Linked DNA regions of Hordeum vulgare: region 1 is linked to region 2. A link is a contact called in public Hi-C data. All regions are on one chromosome and are shown on one strand. Each heading gives the region's core, a stretch centred on a gene start, on an enhancer-like site or on the middle of the called end of the contact. The rest is flanking DNA. Distances are from core to core; before and after follow the strand shown. Region 1 holds the start of LOC123426981 (glycerophosphodiester phosphodiesterase GDPDL4-like). Region 2 has its middle 120 kb from the start of LOC123430410.

The links. Hi-C and Micro-C count contacts between places; a contact is called where the count stands out from the background.
Region 1: a Hi-C map of seedling shows a contact between it and region 2, with 2.3 times the contacts expected there. The contact joins the promoter of LOC123426981 here to the enhancer-like site in region 2. A contact is called at or near these places in 4 of 6 Hi-C or Micro-C datasets (leaf, seedling and an unstated tissue) and 1 of 1 datasets of contacts at active chromatin or transcription factors (embryo).

The regions. Positions count from the first base shown.
Region 1 is chr2H:522,070,264-522,074,798 of MorexV3_pseudomolecules_assembly, reverse strand. It overlaps LOC123426981 (glycerophosphodiester phosphodiesterase GDPDL4-like), which reads right to left and starts at 2,852. Exons shown (of 9, transcript XM_045110904.1): 1 at 2,398-2,852; 2 at 1,619-1,912; 3 at 1,363-1,478; 4 at 783-1,281; 5 at 315-353; 6 at 1-232. The coding sequence starts at 2,497.
Region 2 is chr2H:521,928,784-521,933,668 of MorexV3_pseudomolecules_assembly, reverse strand. No RefSeq gene overlaps it. Among protein-coding and RNA genes, the nearest start is that of LOC123430410, 120 kb to the right of the region's middle. Within about 2 kb of position 2,573, at least 3 of the 3 cell types and tissues checked have open chromatin away from gene starts, as enhancers often do. A contact at or near this core is called in leaf and seedling, where this site is marked.

The sequences.
Region 1 (4,535 bases), core at 1,603-4,102, 140 kb before region 2:
ACACTCTCAATATCTTTCATTACTGCTGTCTGGGACGCAAATGGTGATTTTGCAACAGTAGTACCATCCATCAAGTTAATGGATCCCATGCATACTGGTATGCCGTCTTTGGTTACTTGCACAGGGCAATCAATGACATCTGCACCATCATCGACTGCTTTCTGATAAGCTAGATCAGTGCAGCCTGGGTAATCTCCACTAGCACCATTGTGAGAAATAATTAGAGGTTTCCCTGCATGAAAAATGTCAATAGTGGTGGTTAGTAACATGAATAAACATGAAGAGTGAAGAAGATGGAAAGGAATGATACATACCATGAGCTGTGTTGCTTTTGTTCAAATTCGCAAAACAGCCTGCAAAGACAGAATATAAAACAGAGTGGAATGAGAAACATAATCCATCAGACGCATTGTATGAATACAGAATTGAAAACAAAATGAAGTTTGCAACATGCGTGTCAAAAGTTCAAATTTGCTACAAATGATGTAACAAACATGATGTACAGCCCGGAGGTAAATATATGTTCCACTTTTATGCTGAAAGGTCCTGTTGTTGTATGTTGAACAGATTTGTTGTTGTTGTTGTATGTTGAAAGGTCATGTTAACAATTATGTTGTTACTAGTCCTGTTATTAGGTTGAGAGTCCAAATTCATGCCATATCAAAATGGAAAGTAGATGATACCATCATATGTGTCGCAAGTGCATGAATTTTATTGAGAAATAAACATTTTCGAGGGAATAAACATGAATCATTGTCAAATATGGCAGGAAAAAAACTCACCAATGGCTTCTGAAGGCGTGACAGGGAAATCAGTCAATATGCCATCAACAGAAAATGCACCATTATCAATGAACGATAGAGATTCAGCTAACGGATCGTAGCTATGGTTGTAACTGAGCGCAAAGTCGTTGGCAAAATCAGCAGCATAAATTTCCAGCCCCACTTTATGAGCATCATCGACGATCGAAGTGTACATTTGCAGATAATTATCTGGTGAAACAGGCCAGACGTACTTCTTCGGGACAAGTATCCCAGATGCAAATGTCTTGATAAATGTAAGATTTTTCAACATGGAACCATATGTGTCTTTGGTAGATGGTTCAAGAGTGGCCTCGTCAAGAAAGCGGAACACGAGCTTTGTGTTGTTGCTAATCCTTCCACTAATGCTGGTGAGGAAGCTTGCTTCAGGCGATGAGATGTAGTCAACGATGACACGTCTAGACACAGAAAGGATGTATTTCCTCATGCTCATATTGAACTGGCTGTAGAAATCGTCATGCTGCAAAATGGCTCATTTTCAGCAACGGCACAATGTCCTGCAACATATTCTACTGCATGCAGACGGCACTGTTAACTGTACCTGGATATTGAGCCACATTCCAGGAGGCTTAAACTTGGACGCCACATCTTCGACAGCGAGCAATGGAAAGAAGCTTGGATCAAACCTAGGCGTGCGAGAGAAGATTGCTTGCTTCACTGTTCAACATATATACCACAGTGAGTTCTAATCATAGAGAGGTCAAACAAGAAGAGAGGCATGTCCCCTTCCTCATCACACTAACAAGCACTACAAGATCCAATCTTAAGTAACATTATGACAGCATGGTAGCACTTACAAGACACTTGCGATAGCTCGGTGCCGTTGTAGTCCACGGAGAACCACCCCGTTGTCGATACGCCATTGACAAGGTAGCTCTTCTTACCCTTAGGATAGAAATCTGGAATGTTGGTGCAGTTGTCCATCTTAATGTCTGGTAGGCAGACGCCAAGGCCATCCTTTGTGAGCCGGACATCACAGTACAGGACTGTATCGGGCGAGCTCGCAATCATCGCGAACTGGTAAGCGAATTCGCTAGAGTCGGGGAATAAGCCTGAAAATCCACCCTTGGCTATGATCGCCGGAGCATTGCCTGAAACATCAAGCCTGTTTATTTAGTCTTGGAAGGACCAGATGATAAACCATAAGAGTTGTCATCAGAGATATGTGAGGAGCTGCTCAAGCACATATAGTATTAGTAATGTACTGCTTGATCTCCAGAAGCTGCTGCCATGCATGTGCTAGTAACAAACATGTCTGCTAGCTGAAAACAGCAACTGTACGTTACCCCAAAAGGCTAATTTGGTCGGTCCCCATCTTCCAATCCATCACCCTTGAGGCACTGCTAAAAGCCTAAAATGAGTGGAAAGATGAAGTAGCTAACCGATCCAGCCCAAAATGCTCAAATACGCTACTGCCACCACCTTCCAATCCAAAAGCCGAGCGGAACCACAGTATGCAGCAAAGGAGTAAAATGTCCAGCCCAAAATGGTGGAAAAATTCTAAAATTTCAGGCTAAACTCTCCTGTGTAAACAATGGACACGGATCAAAGAGAGGGTGGCCGGAGAATGTTATACCGCTGAGCGTCTTCCAAGGAGAGTCACCCTGCGCAGTGGCCACGCCCAGCCAGAGCAACACGACGGACGCGACAACGTAGCAGACGCGGCCGCTCCCCATTGCCTCGCCGCCGGCGAACAGCACCCTGACGGGACGGCTGGCCTCAAGCAGCTGCCCGGGAACAGCGCTCCAAGAACGGCACCGCTACCCTGTCCCTGGTACGACGCAGCCAGAACCAAGGAGTCCTCGGGAACAATGCGAGGCAATTGCCGTGCTGGATTTAAGCCCCGGCCCGGAGGGAGAGAGAGAGAATGGAATGGAGATTGGAGATGGGGCCTGCTGAGCTGTGTTTATGCTGGGGAGGGGAGAGGAATGGTAGATGAGAGGAGAGGAGAGGGGAAGAGGCAGGGCAGGAGGTGGCAGCGAAGGGAAGGTGGTGGTGGTGGTCAAATAATGAGGACTAGTAGTGCTGCTGCTGCCTGCCTCTCCGGCACGGCCCGGCCCCCATTGATGCCTCTCCTCAGGACTGTGCTTGTTCTTTACCATTTATCTTTGTCACTTATTATCGGAGCAGCTGCGATCCCAGTCAGGACTAGTCGGGTAATTATAGTTTTTGTACTGGCACTGTCATGGTGAATTGAGAGCTAGTGCAACCACCCTCCTTTTCGCCACGATCACACATTTTTATCTACAAAAACTACAGTACGTACTACTGCTGTACACATCATTAGTAAAAACATGCACATGACACTGTTTCCACTTGCCTGTTAGTAGTAGTACATTTTTTACCGTGAGATGAGACGGCGGCAGTAGCAGTTTGGTCACCGAGATGTGTGTACTAGCACTGACACATCTCACCGGCGCCTCGACCTGACTGACACCCTGGTCCCCGCAGAATAATGGCGCATCTGCAGCGTGATTACAGCGGTCATCCGTGCTAGTGGTACCAGTACGCTGTACGCTGTACGCCGACGAGTCGATCCCGCGATCCGGCCGCCCCCACACGTCACTGAGAGAGACAGACGCGCGGTTGTTTGGCTTACTGGCACGCACGTCCTCGGATTCCGGACGCCGCGTGCGGCTGTCGAGCGGCCGAGCCGGACCTGGAAATCCCACACCCACCCGTCCCGCCGCTCCTGGCTTGGCATGGTCGGGTTCGGACCTGGGAGCCGTGTGTCGTCCACGTCGTGGCCCACGATTTTTAGGCAAAATCGTGTGTGTAGTTTTGCCCTTCAGGTGGTCGCGGGCACGTCGTAGGTGCGAGAGGCGCCGAATCAATCAATAATTGTTCTCTCGTGAGCCCAACTCCAGCGCGCCACCTTACCTGTCCCTTGGCGTCCGTTTTCTGTTCGTTTTTAATCCATTTCCAACCCAAACTTGATTCGATTTTAAGATAAAATGGACAACGCATGGATGGCACGTGGGCGGGCGGGACGCGCGCGTTTGTCCTCCCCAGACCCGTCCACCGGTGGCACAAAGCAGCACGACCTTCGCGCCCCCACGCCTCATTCCATTTCATTTTCTCCCAAAACCCTCCCACGCCCCATCCTCCCCCCCCCCCCCCGCCCGCTACCCTCCCGCCATGACCGATCCCCCGCCGAATTTCGGCGACCCGGCCGTCGTCCCGGCCACCAAGGCGAAGAAGAAGAAGGCGCCCAAGGGTACGAAAAAGCCGCGGTCGAAACTCACGTCGCAGGAGATCGCAAAGCTGGACGCGGAATCGGCCAAGAGGCGGCGGGCAGAGGCAAAGAGGAAGGACGCCGCGGCCGCGTACGCCAGCGAGCGTGCCGCGTTGGAGGCCGCGCGGCAGAAGGCTGATGCTCAAGAGAAGGAGGCCATCGTCATCAAAGTGCACGCCCTCCTCGTGATGGGGTTGTGTCGTCCGATGAGCTTCGCGGCTGCGCCCGTCGGACCAGCGAGCACAGGCCCGTCGGTCGTCTGGCCTCCGCAGTGCCCCTGCCCGACGTCGTCGACCACGCCATTGCCGCCCGGTTTCCCTCCGCCAAGGTGCCAAGCCTAGACCCGTGTGTCGGGGTTGTCGAAAGTCAGCGTGATCGCGCCGTCATCGACCTCAATGTCACGTCGTGGTCCTGCAGCGGCGGCCGCCCGTCCATGGAGATGCAAAGAAAGCAAGCCCGGCCGCCGTCTACGGCCACCA
Region 2 (4,885 bases), core at 1,324-3,823:
TCAATTTAAACATGGAGGTTTTATCTCCAGCAAGATTTGAAGCTGGTAAGATTTAAGATTAAGGATAAATTGAGTGGTTAGACGGTAATTTATAAATACATGACTCATGTATCTAGAGGAGGCATTGGTAAGTCTTGCCTAGAATATAGGTCTTTCTTTAGGCCTTTTTATACCCACCTCTCCTTTGTAACATACTTTCTTTTATTATACAATAAATACCATAGAATTATTGTTCTATGGTTTCGGGGCTCAAAAAATCAAGGGCATGTTTGGTTTGAAGCCTAAGGTTGTCACGCCTAACATTACTCATGTCACAACATCTTAGATATGTGTTTTGTTCATTGTCACACTTGTGAATTGTCACATTTTTCTACATGATTCACATGCCATAGATTCAACTTTGTACCAGAACTTACCATACTTATGATGACCATTTTGTTCGGGTCGCGATAACGCCCACACATCTCGGCGTTAAGGGGTCTTGCCACACGTCTCGTATGGTATCTAAGAAAACCAGCTGAGACGCCTATGTGTGGGCCAAACAGATAATGCCCACACGTCCGGCCTCCTGTCTCACGTCACTACATGCATGCATGTGGAAATCTTTTTGGATTTCCAGTTTTTAAAATGTTTTATCTCTTAAATGGAAAATCTGATTGAAAATCCGTTTTCACCATTAAATCCATCGCGATGAGATCTTCGAAACTAGATCTGATATCAATATGTTTCGATGACTTTTTTGGGTTAAAACTTGCCATGTCTGTTGCACATGAACTGCCATGGTGTTTACATTGAAATTGCCATGATATGTTTCAGCTATTTTTTCTTTTACCTTTAAAACTAAATTTTGACATATTATAAAATGGGGAATTAAGAAACTAGACTTGCCATGAACCATAAACTAAAATTTCCATGATGAATTACCATGGTCAATTAATAAAAATTGTCGTAAAAATAGTTGAAAATATAGCGGTAGCTTGGAAAAATAGGTAAAACATGTTATGGCAACTTTAATGTAAACACTATAGCAATTATAGTACAAACATTATGGCAACTTTTGGTCAATTTGTTTTTCATCGATCATGGTAAAAATTCTAAAATTACCATGATCTATAAACTAAATTTGCCATGAGGGATTACTAAACATTGCCACGATCCATGTATTAAATTTGTCGTGGTTAATTACTAAAAGTTATCATGGTCAATTAATAAAAATTATCAAAAAAAGTAGTTGGAAATATAACGATAGCTTTAAATCTATAAAAAAAAGTAGATATAACATGTCATGGCAACTGTAGTGTAAACACTATGACAACTACAGTGTAACATCATCTCAACTATAATGTAACATCATGGCAACTTTTATCCGAATTTTTTTTCATCGAAACATATCAACATGAGATCTAGCTTTGAAGATCTCGTCGAGACGGATTTAATGGTGAAAACGGATTTATAACTGTTTTTTTAATTAGGAGATAAATCATTTTTAAGACGAACATAAAAAAAATTATGCTAAGAGAGAAACGAGCGTGCGAGCGAAGTGGTTAAATGACCACATCAACCCAGTCCTACATGACAAGTAAATTCAGATATCTGTTGCCAAGATTGGTGCAACAGTAAACGAACGGTAAACCTGGGTGGTTTGCAAAGGTCCACACGTGTGAGCGTTATTTTTTAGGTTTTGTTAATAATACTTTTTGTGCAGCTGTACTTTATTTAAGGTTAGTTATGATAAAATTAGCCATAAACCAAACATACCCAAGTATACTCTCAGTTTGTGCCGAGAATGGCTGCCCGACGGCGAATGATCGATCAACATGATTTGAAACAAGGGCGCGTAGGGCCGGCGTCGACTGCACATGACATGTTGGAACCTGTCCCCTGACATTTGGGTGATCTTCACCGACCGTGGAAGCGACGGGCACATGGGACAACAGCAGCTTTTGGCGCTGGGACTGTAGGATTATCCGGCGCGATCTGGGAGCAGAGACCACGACCATTACCCGTTCATGGACAGCACACGAACGAACTACTACGAGCCTACGACCCATGAGAAACCCGGCAGCACACGCGCACCTTGATTCAGGTGAACGTTCGTGGATTCGGCACCTGAACCTGATACTCGGAACATGCTTCTTCTCAGCTTCGCTTTGAATTAACAAGTCCGAGGCAAAAGCAGGCTGGCACATCATCCTGCTCGCAACAAAAAGGGTGGAGGAAGATTCGCCGGCATGTGCGAGCCGCCGCCCAGGCCAGCCGATGTTCTCGAAGATTTTGCCGCGAAGAAAGCGCCGGAAGGAAAAAAAGGTCCGGCCATCATCGCAAGGAGGCGATGGTATCATCCGCGACGGAAAGGCTTCTTCCCCTTCCCCAGCACATGGAAAGATCCCATCAATCGTCCGGGAACCCCTAGCCGTAGGCAGAGGCACCTCCGTTTTCCCTCTCCCCTGTTATCATTTCCTCGTGTCAACTAGTAGTACCAGCTATGCGATCGATGTTGCTAGCCGCTGCATCATACGGTTCCTTCTTTCGGGTGCACTGCGACGAAGTGCTCCTCCTGCCGCACAACATGGTCACCACCGGCACAGAAAGTGAAATGATGTACAGTAGCGGCTCTTTGTGCGGGTGGACCACTCATCGGCGCACAAAGCGCGCCGGCCCATCCGGTGTCGCGTCGTGGGTACGACGTGTTGCTTTGGGGTTTGGTAAATGAGTACGTGGGAACATAAATGGGTCTTGATTTGTATTACTACTCCCTCTGTAAAGAATTATAAAAACTAAACTAGCAAAAGAACCAGTGCGTTGCAATGGAAAAAAATAATGCCATACATTTTTAATTAAAGAATTTAGAAAAAGAAATTAAAGAAAAAAAAAAGAGTAGTAGTGCACAACCCATTAGCCGTGCCAAGGCCCAGCCTTACCCACTCCTAAATCCCCTGACCTAGCCCTGTCAGCCCAGATGCGTTTCTCTTATCCAATGCCATAGGGGGCTCTCTGCAAAAATGAAACGTTTTCTTGTTTGTAACACATAAAAAGGTACTGCGGGTTTAATTACCTAAAAGACAGGGGCTTTTTTAAAGAACGGCAGCGGTGGGTTTTCCGACGGAAGCAATAGCCTCTTTATTATTAGATATAAAAATATTTAGATCACTATTTTAATAATTAAAATGTTTTTGTATTTCTTTACGGAGGAAGCATGAGATATGTCTATGTATTGCAACAGAAAAAATAGATTGATGTGCATGTGCAAACGCAACACCATGTGCTTCGCCACAAAGAGAACTCTTATCCTACAAAATGACCAAATGTGGGAACCATGTTATACTTTCTTTGTATGGTATTATTAGACTGGTGGATCACTTAGTCTCAACCGAACAATATGACAAAACAAGTCTTGGCATCGATGACAAGGATGTGAGGTTACACATGTTTTGCCCTTATATAGTTCTAGACCGAACACGTTCGAACTAACACAACACCCCATGCTTCGACACTAAAAAAACGCTAATTGCTTCAGCATGCAGTACAACATCCGGATGATGCCATCGTCGACAGGCAGGGTGCCAATGGCAAGGATGCAAGGCACACATATTTTGCCCTTATATAGTTCACACATTGAGGCTCAAACATCCCCGCAATCCCTTCAATAATCCAATTTTGCATCTCATTCCTCTTAATCATCCAATTTTCTTGTATCCCATAATAATTTCGAATCCGTCAATCCTTTCATAGCCCACAATTTACTTTCATAAGGTATGTATGGAACGGCATGCACCTTCTAGCCAGCTTCTTACCATGGTCACTCACGGAGATATTTAAACAGCATGAGGTGGGATTATTTTCTTCTTTTATGATATCGCACGTATATATAAATATATAAACTATACTTGTGTAATATTTACACAATACTTGTTTGCCCCCGTGGCTAGAGCTTGCTGCCCCTGGGGGGAGGGGGGGTTGTTCGGTGATAAAAAACAATAGCCACTTTATTAGTATGTATAGATAGATATAGAAATCTATATCTATACATACCTAATAATAATAAAGAATGGATAGTTCCTCATCGTGCATCACGTCATTTTGTGAATAATCTCCTTAGTTTTCTGTAAACTAACTTGCAGTACATGTTTAAGTCACATCCAAACCATTTTTCAACACGTCATCTATATTTAAGTCAACTGAACTGTTTTTTTGTTTTAACAGAAAACCCCTTGACGTTTCGGTTAATCCCTGCACAGTTTATGTAACATAGAATTACCCATATCTTCTAAACCATAACTCTGATTTTAACATGTTATATATAAGATTTGATTAAAAAATGTGTAAAGTCTAAATATGATGTTAGTTTTAGTTGTTGAATATTTCTAAAATGTTAGTTTTGGTGCAAATTAATCTATAGTGCATGATTCATTTTTCTTTTGTACAAGCGGTGATCCGAAATGCAAATAAACACCCATTAATATCAGATTGACACAAACAAAACATCAAAAATCACACGTGCACACATATAAAATATCTCGCGAGAAAACTAAACATATTTCTCATCTAATTTTGAGCGAGTGGGCGCGCGAGAGAGGGAGAGACATTAGGACTGGCCACATTCAAACTCGTTTTCGTTGTGTGAGCACTGAAGCCACTGTCGGTAACACAAATACGATGCTATGTGAAACTAAAGGACGCGATCTTGAGTCATGGTTATTGGATTAATAGTGTGTGTTATTTTCTCTCTCGTTGTAACACACGGGCTTTTTTGCTAGTCTATATCAAATAATAAAGCATCTACTGATTCTGGCGATAAGGCATCAAAATTGCCTAAACTTATAAAATATTACCCACCTATGCACCTATAAGTCAGTAAAAAACGTTTCACAAAAATTATCCCCTG